Linked DNA regions of Mus musculus: region 2 is linked to region 1. Evidence: chromatin contacts called from public Hi-C data. All regions are on one chromosome and are shown on one strand. Each heading gives the region's core, a stretch centred on a gene start, on an enhancer-like site or on the middle of the called end of the contact. The rest is flanking DNA. Distances are from core to core; before and after follow the strand shown. Region 1 has its middle 6.2 kb from the start of Gm23349. Region 2 has its middle 16 kb from the start of 4930488B22Rik.

What was found. A called contact is a pair of places that touch in the nucleus more often than the background predicts.
Region 2: a Hi-C map of bone marrow-derived macrophages shows a contact between it and region 1, with 29 read pairs. The contact joins two enhancer-like sites. A contact is called at or near these places in 14 of 39 promoter capture datasets (the 3T3-L1 cell line, 3T3-L1-derived adipocytes, the C10 cell line and 9 more), 3 of 484 Hi-C or Micro-C datasets (the HPC-7 cell line, bone marrow-derived macrophages and embryonic stem cells), 1 of 115 datasets of contacts at active chromatin or transcription factors (CD8 T cells) and 1 of 9 other capture datasets (embryonic stem cells).

The regions. Positions count from the first base shown.
Region 1 is chr1:184,571,824-184,576,224 of GRCm38.p6, forward strand. No RefSeq gene overlaps it. Among named protein-coding and RNA genes, the nearest start is that of Gm23349, 6.2 kb to the right of the region's middle. Within about 2 kb of position 1,693, at least 20 of the 459 cell types and tissues checked have an H3K27ac peak or open chromatin away from gene starts, as enhancers often do. A contact at or near this core is called in bone marrow-derived macrophages, where this site is marked.
Region 2 is chr1:184,694,240-184,698,244 of GRCm38.p6, forward strand. No RefSeq gene overlaps it. Among named protein-coding and RNA genes, the nearest start is that of 4930488B22Rik, 16 kb to the right of the region's middle. Within about 2 kb of position 1,417, at least 15 of the 459 cell types and tissues checked have an H3K27ac peak or open chromatin away from gene starts, as enhancers often do. A contact at or near this core is called in bone marrow-derived macrophages, where this site is marked.

The DNA.
Region 1 (4,401 bases), core at 443-2,942:
TTTCAGATAACTCTAGCTTGCATTGAGTTGACATAAAACTAGCCAGGACAGTTACCAAAGCATGCTGAGGAATCTTCCAAAAATTCAACTAACCACATTCAATAACACAAGGAAATGTTCATGACATACAGTTGTGAGGACAAAGAAATCATAAGCCGAAATGTACATTGTGATTTTTGTCATGTAAAAACTACACATGAAAAACTCACAAAATAACCAAACATAGAAAAATAGATGAATGAATGGATGGACAGATATACAGATTATCATAAATGAATGTAAAAGTGGATTTTAATTGTGCATTTCTGTATTTTAAAACCACCTATACACATGCAATACCTTTGCAATGTCAATGATATATTATACTTCCATATATTATACTAATATTACACTTCCATAACTCTTTTGCAGATGCACGTGGCTATCACATGTGCTATAGACATTGCTATCTCAGTTTTCTTTCAAAGTGCCCGAAGTTGGAGAGATGGCTTAGTCAGTGAAGAACCCGCTGTATAGCCATGAGGATCCAAGTTCAGATCCCTAGCATCCACATAGAATCTGGATGTAATGCTAAGTACCCACAGCCCCAGAGCTGATGACCAAGATAGGAGATACTGGGTGCTCAATGGTCAACCAGTTTTGCCAAAGTTGTGAGTTCCACATTCAATAAGAGATCTTAAATATTAATAGAAAAAGCAAGAAAGGAAAATATCTGACCTTTAGCTTACACACATACACACAGAGAGAGGGGGAGGGCAATGGTGCAGGTATATGCCCACACATACATGCAATGCACACACACACACACACACACACACACACACACACACATCTTGAGTTTATTTCATAATTGTCCAATTTTCCTTTAAGAAGGAAAAAAAATGTTGCCTCCTGCTCTCAACCCTTGTTATGTCCATCACTCTACAACTTGGCCCCAAACCAGTTCTTTCTATAACTTCATCCTAACTCTTCTGTGGCAGAGACCTGCACTTAATGGACACGTCCCTGATCCCCTCTCCTGGCTGACTTTATCTGTGCCAGCGCAGGCAGAATGATGGGAAACCAAGGACGACCTAGAAGGCTTTGCCGAGTGAGGGGAATGAACAACACACTCATCGGAATCAGGATCTCTTATGATCTAAACATTTTTATTAGAGGAGGGCTCCTGATGAGAGCAGAGCATCTTCCCAAGAGCCCCAAACAGTTCACCATTTTGCTCAAGTGATTGTAGCAATCAAGGAAGCTCATTGGAATCTCGGCTACCCAAGCAAACATGGGCCATCTAGGTTCACCAAAGCAATGTTCCATGGATCCATCATCTTCTGACAATGACCTTCTTACACGTTGTCACCAACCCCACCCAACCCCTGTCTGTGTGCATCAACTTTCTGTATAGACAAGCTCTGTGGGCACTTCCTGCCTAAAAGACAAGTACTGACACTTGTTCTTCAAGCAGAGAGTTGTGGTGCTGAAGATGGGACTCGGGATTCTACGAGTACTTCGCAGATGCTCTAAGATGGAGCCGCATGCATCCCCAGCCCTCTCAAGGTTGGGAAAGAGACAGGACAACGATGTAGCACCTTCCATATGTCACTGGGTAGGTGGGTGGTTTGCTCATAACTCTTCTCCTCTCAGCAACTCACTGAAGCTAACCAGAAACCAAGTAACAGCAGGAAGCCACAGATAACTGCCAGCTGACTTTCGTCTCAGACTTCCACTTTAAATTGGCAAAACTTATGTTTGTGTTTGACAGCCCAGTGGTGGCTCAGCAATTCGAGACACAGAATCTCTTTCATTTCCACATTGCCTGGTTTCCCAGAAACCACGCTCAGATCTCTGAGCCACAACAAAGAGATGCACACTTAGCAAATCAACCCCCTTTGCTTCTTCCACGGGAGCATATGCATTTTCAATTTGGCATTTCCAAAATGTCTGCACCTAAGGAAACAGAGACACTTTTTAAAAGGCTGTTTGCTTTCAGCTGAAAATAGTTACCTCTTAAAAATATCTTTGTTCATGGACACGAGAAGTGAGCAAGAAAACCACAGCCTTCATCTCATAAGAGCTGCAACACTCACCATCTGAGATTAACAAGATGTACAACAAAGAACCATGCCAAGAAACTTGAATTGAGTGGGTCTGAGACCCTGGCACGCAGGCACCCACCTGAGAGGGTAAGTGTCTCCCTGATCCCTGCCAGATTCCTGGCCCAGAACACGTGGCCACACTACCCATGTCGCTCAAGTAGCCCAGAACAGAATTCTACATGCTAACAAGGCATCTAGATGCCCTGGAGGTTTAACCAATAAGCTTCCCTTCCCAGACATTCCTTCCTGCAAAAGGTATTTAATCTCTGGTCCACCCTGAGAAGGTGGTATGCACCCCTTTTCCACAATGAACAAGCAATAAACTGTTTGGAACCAAGGACTGTCTCTTCCATCAAGGACCACTGTGGGGAACATGGAAAATACCTTTGCCTACAGAGCCACAGCCTACAGAAGGCCCCTTTGTGCTCCCAGACAACCACTGCTAAGCTAAGGACAATAGCAAATGAGCTAACTCAGCATTCCCCATTCCCCTGGCCCTGGGCTCATCATCATCCTCAGCCCTCAGGACTCCAACTCCATTCCCAGCTCCCTGAGACCCAATGGCGTCAAGATGTCCAGGAGTTTGGGAGCCCTAGGCCCTGGCCTCGGCGCTAACCCATGGACCTCCGGCCCTCTGTTCCTGACTCCACTGTGCAGTTTTCCAGAGGTGACTGGATTCCCGGGAGTCAGGGAACCCAGCTTCGGTGTCCCTCCCTGAGCAGTGTATCAGCGCTTCGATTGAGCCCAGCACCTGACAGCACGCAGGCTAGCCCACAGCAGGGCAAAATGCAGACCCACAACATGACTTACAGGAAATACTACATGCTCAGCAAACGTTAGTGGAGATGGGGTAAGAAAGGAAGGGAAGAGGGCAGAGGGAAAGGGAGGAATGCTTACATACATAGAAAATTCCACACTAATAAGTAAGAAACTATTGGCTGTTGACAGATAAGTAACTGAGACATTGACCTAACAAATTAGAAAAGCAGGGCCTTGCTCTGTGTGTTTCTCTAAAGTCATCTGTAAGCTTACTATGGAAATATATTCCTTCCATTAAACAGAGTTTAAGAGACTTGGGGAGATGGCTAAGTGCATGAAGCCCTTGCAGTGGATATATAAATCTTGTCAGCTCAAATAGTAGACATGATCCCATTTTACATATCAAATGCTAGTATTAAAAAATGGCGAATAGCCGTTATTTTAAGCACCCCCTCCATACAGTGTTTTGTTTTGTTTTGTTTTGTTTTGTTTTGTTAAGATTTATTTATTTTCATGTGTATTGATGTTCTGCCTGCATGGCTGTGTGAGGGCATAGTTCCTCTGGAACTGAGGTTACACACAGTTGTGAGTTGTCTTGTGGATGCTGGTAATCAAACTTGGGTCTTCTGGAAGAGAGGCCAGTGCTCTTAATTACTGAGTCATCTCTCCAGCCCCTGGGTGGTTGTTTCTGAGTGTGGTAATATGAGTGCTCTTGTTTAAGGGTCTAGGGGGGCATTTGTTTGTTTGCTTATTCTAATTTTTTTAATGTTCCAATTCTGATAGACATGAGTAAATGTTTTATTGAAGGGAGGTAGATAGCCACAGACATATATGCATATTTAAGCTATTTTGTAATGGTACTTTGTATGGAGTGATGTGTCAAAGACTTCTTCCTCTGGGTTCCCACAGAAATATCATGTTCTTCAGGTGCCATTCTCAGCAGGCCTTGATGCTAAGAAAAAGATAACCCTGGTGGCCCCGAGGTTCTCACACAATTTAAATGAGAGTTTTGTCTCCTACTAAGTAATTGAAACCCCAGAGAATCAAACTTCAGAAATAACCTAGTCATGGGAAAGTTCGAACGTTGTAATACTGTGCATTCACATCAAGATTTTAGTCATAGGAGCTGGAGCGATGGTCTGTTGGTTATGAGCACTGACTGCTCTTCCAGAGGACCCGAGTTCAGTTCTCAGCACTCATATCTGACAGCTCACAGCCACCTCTAATTCCAACTCCAAGAGATCTAACACTCTCAACTCCAAGAGATCTAACACTCTCTTCTGGCCTCCACAGACACCTGGATACGTGTGGCACACACACACACACACACACACACACACACAAATAAAAGTAAATATTAATCTTCAAGATAAAAAAACATACTCTAGTTTAAGTGTAAAACTTAATGTATTACTTAAGAGCTCAGAAACAGAGTCAGGAAGCCACAGATTGAAGCTGCATCGCCCCGCTGCCTTCTGTGGGTATGTGGCATATCATCTCTGTCAACCTCAAGTTTCACATATATATGATACCTGCGCCGAAGTGACTAAGGAGA
Region 2 (4,005 bases), core at 167-2,666, 120 kb after region 1:
TCGAAAAACCAAAAAAAGAAAAAAGGAAAAAGGTGGAGCATGAAAGCTCACAACTGTAATCCCAGCACTGGGGAGGAACCCTGGCCAGCCAGACTAACCAAATTCACAAGTTCCGGGTCAGCAAAAGACCCAGGCTCAAAAACAGAAAGCAGCGGGTCTGGGGGGGGGGGGAGGGTGCAGAGAGATAGACAGACAGACATGCAGAAACACAGATATACAGACAGACATGCAAAAACACACAGTCACACACATACAAACACAGACAGATATACACATAAATAGAAACACAGAGATACACACACAAACACACACAGATATACACACATCCAGATACATACATGCAAACACATATATATAGATACACACAAACACAGAGATGCACACACATATAGACACAGACACACACAGATATACACAGCTACACACATACACACATATGCACACATACATATACACAAACAGACACAAACACACAGACAAACACACAGACAGAAATAAACACAGAGAGATACAAGCACACAGATATGCACACAGATACAAACACACAGATATACACACATATAGATTCAAACACTCACAAATACATACACATACAGATGCACACACAGACACACACAGATACAAACACAGAGATAAACACAAAGATACACTCAAATAGACACAAACACACACAGATACACACACACATAAATTAATTAAATTTAAAAGTTACAGATTCCCTCCTTTCGGCCACTGCAGCCATCTTCCAGTAACCTGCCAAAATCATGAACACAAAGGGAGAGGAGAGGAACCCTAGGCCTTTTAGGAAACATGGCATTGTTCCTTTGGCCACACACATGCAAATCTACAAGAAGGATGGTATTGTAGACATCAAGGGAATGGCACTGTTTAAAAAGGAATGCCCCATAAGTGCTACCACGGCAAAACCAGAAGAGTCTACAATGTCACCCAGCATGCCGTGGGCATCATTGCAAACAAGCAGGTTAAGGACAAAATTCTGGCCAAGAGGATCAATGTGCGGATTGAGCACATCAAGCACTCAAAGAGCAGAGACAGCTTCCTGAAGCGGGTGAAGGAGAACGATCAGAAGAAAAAGGGAGCCAAAGAGAAGGGCACCTGGGTGCAGCTGAAGCACCAGCCTGTGCCACCCAGAGAAGCACACTTTGTGAGGACTAACGGAAAAGAGCCGGAGCTGTTGGAGCCCATTCCATAGGAATTCATGGACTAATGTACAAAAATGAAATAAAGGACCAGGACTGCAGAGTGTATTCCTTAAAAAAAAAAAAAAAAAAAAAAAATTACAGATTCCCTTTCCATATTCACAAAACCAGAATTTTGCTCAGAGTGAGTCAGAGATGCCTCAGTCTCTGGAAATGGTCCCAATCTCTGATCTAAGGATAGGTATGTGACTCATTTCTGACCTAAGAGATGAAAGAGGATGTAAGGCAGACTCCCCGAGGGAAGACTCTCTTGCCCTTCGCTGCCCACTGCCCCTTGCTTTTATGTGTATCTGTATGTGTGTGTGTATCTGTGTATGTATATAGGTCTATGTGTATATGTATGTGTATGTGTGTGTTTGTATGTGTGTGGGTTTGTATCTATATGTGTATATATGTGTGTGTATCTGAAGATGTGATCATTGAAGCATGTCCAGCTTTTTTGCAATAATGAAGGAGAATGACAAGAACAAACAGCAAAGACAGAGAGCCTTGTAGTCTAAGGGCTGAGAGCCTTGTACTCTTTAAGCTTCTGCACTAATATCTGTAACTGGCAATCAACATCCTCATAGGTCAAAACAGTTACACAATTTTTTGCTGAAGCTCAGATCATTCCAGCTAATACGCTTCCCCAGATGATGAGAAACCCAAAGGAAGACACTACACCTCATTTATCTATGAGTCCTTTTGGGGGTCTGGTCCAGAAGAGGCCCCTGAAGAAATATTTGCCAAGGAACTGAGTATATATATATATATATATATATATATATATATATATATATATATATATATATATATACATATCCATAGCAAAAGACTTGCTTATCACACAAAGAGCCTGGATTCAGTCCCTGTCCCAAAAATAAGTTATTTCTAGAGTAAACAAAGGGAGAAAAGACTATACTCCTAACAGATAGAACTCAGTGCAAAGTTCTCAAAAGGGGAGTAAATATGAGAGTTTGTACTTGTTCATATCTTATTTGCCAAGGCGTCCTACATTCCTATTGTCTTTTTTCTGTCTTGTGTGTTATAAAACTTGCTGACAACAATATTTTTCATAAAGTTGGATCAATCAGTATTACATGCCAGCAATGAAGATATCTTCCTGATTACAGAAAAAAAAATCACTTAAAAGTGACATCTGCAATCGATGAAGGGGAGAAATGATAAAACATTCGGATAATTATTTGAATCAATTAAATACAAGTTCTGGTCTTTTAGGGCCCAGATGAATTGGCGTGCACCTATATAATGAAATAAATGATTGTTTAAATGTAAAGATGGGCTAGGGAGAAGGCTCAGCAAAGTTAAGAATACTTACTACTCTGGAAGAGGACCAGGATTTCATTCCCAGACTCACATGGAGGCTTACAACTGCCTATAACCAGTTCCATGGGATGAGATGCCCTCCTCTGACCTCCACAGGCACCAGGCATGCACATGGTACACAAACAAACATGCAGACAAAAAAAAAAAAATCTTATGCACCCACACACATAAAACAAATTAGGGGGGCTGGAGAGACAGCTCAGCAGTTAAGAGCACTGACTGCTCTTTCAGAGGTCCTGAGTTCAATTCCCAGCAACCACATGGTGGCTCACAACCAGCTGTGATGGGATCTGATGCCCTCTTCTGGTTGTCTGAAGACAGCGTACAATGCACTCACATATAATAAAATAAATAAACTTATTTAAAAAGTAAGAAAGAGGAGGGGAGGGGAGGGGAGGGAAGGGGAGGGGAGGGGAGGGGAGGGGAGGGGAGGGGAGGGGAGGGGAGGGGAGGGGAGGGGAGGGGAGGAGAGGAGAGGAGAGGAGAGGAGAGGAGAGGAGAGGAGAGGAGAGGAGAGGAGAGGAGAGGAGAGGAGAGGAGAGGAGAGGAGAGGAGAGGAGAGGAGAGGAGAGGAGAGGAGGAGAGAGAAGGCCTCAGGAAGATGCAACCCAGAAAGCCAAAAAAAAGAAAAAAAAAAAGATATAAAATGAAATCTTAAAAAAAAAAAACACTGAAATAAGTTTTTAAAAGAAACAAATCTATTCGTGGATTGAAGGGCTTAGTGCTGCAATCAATAGTCATCCACAGACAAACAGCATCTCTACCCAAACTTAGTCCGTTTTAACGAGAATAGGGAAATGGACCCTGAAATCCATGAGGAACCACAAATGAACTCCAACAACCAAAATAGTCTCAAGACAGTGCAAAGCTGGGGCCGCCACATGTCCTGGTTTCAAAGCACACTACAAACACACGATGATTAAAACAGTATGGTCTGGGAGTCAAGAGACAGAAGACTGAATGGAGCCTAATGGCACACTCACGTGCAACAACCACACGCAACGCTGCACGGTAAGGAAGATCTTTGCCCTCTAGGATGAGACGATAGCCAATGGCTGAGAGCTTCTCCCTCCAGGACGAGACAATAGCCAATGGCCGAGAGCTTCTCCCTCCAGGATGAGACGATAGCCAATGGCTGAGAGCTTCTCCCTCCAGGACGAGACAATAGCCAATGGCCGAGAGCTTCTCCCTCCAGGATGAGACGATAGCCAATGGCTGCTTACTGAACATCCTGTGAAGGGTGAGGCCACATCACCCCACTAGCTCCTGACTCTAGACCTCAGTGACCCACCCCCACTCTGCTAACCCTTTGGAGCTCTGTTTCCCTCTCTGGATTGTTCTGTTTTATTGGAGATTGTAGTTCAGGTATCAGGGAAGGAACTACACGCACATTGCAGCCAAATCATCAAGTTCAGTACCTGCATGTTAGGCATCTCTTTCTGCCCATCCTACTGGAATA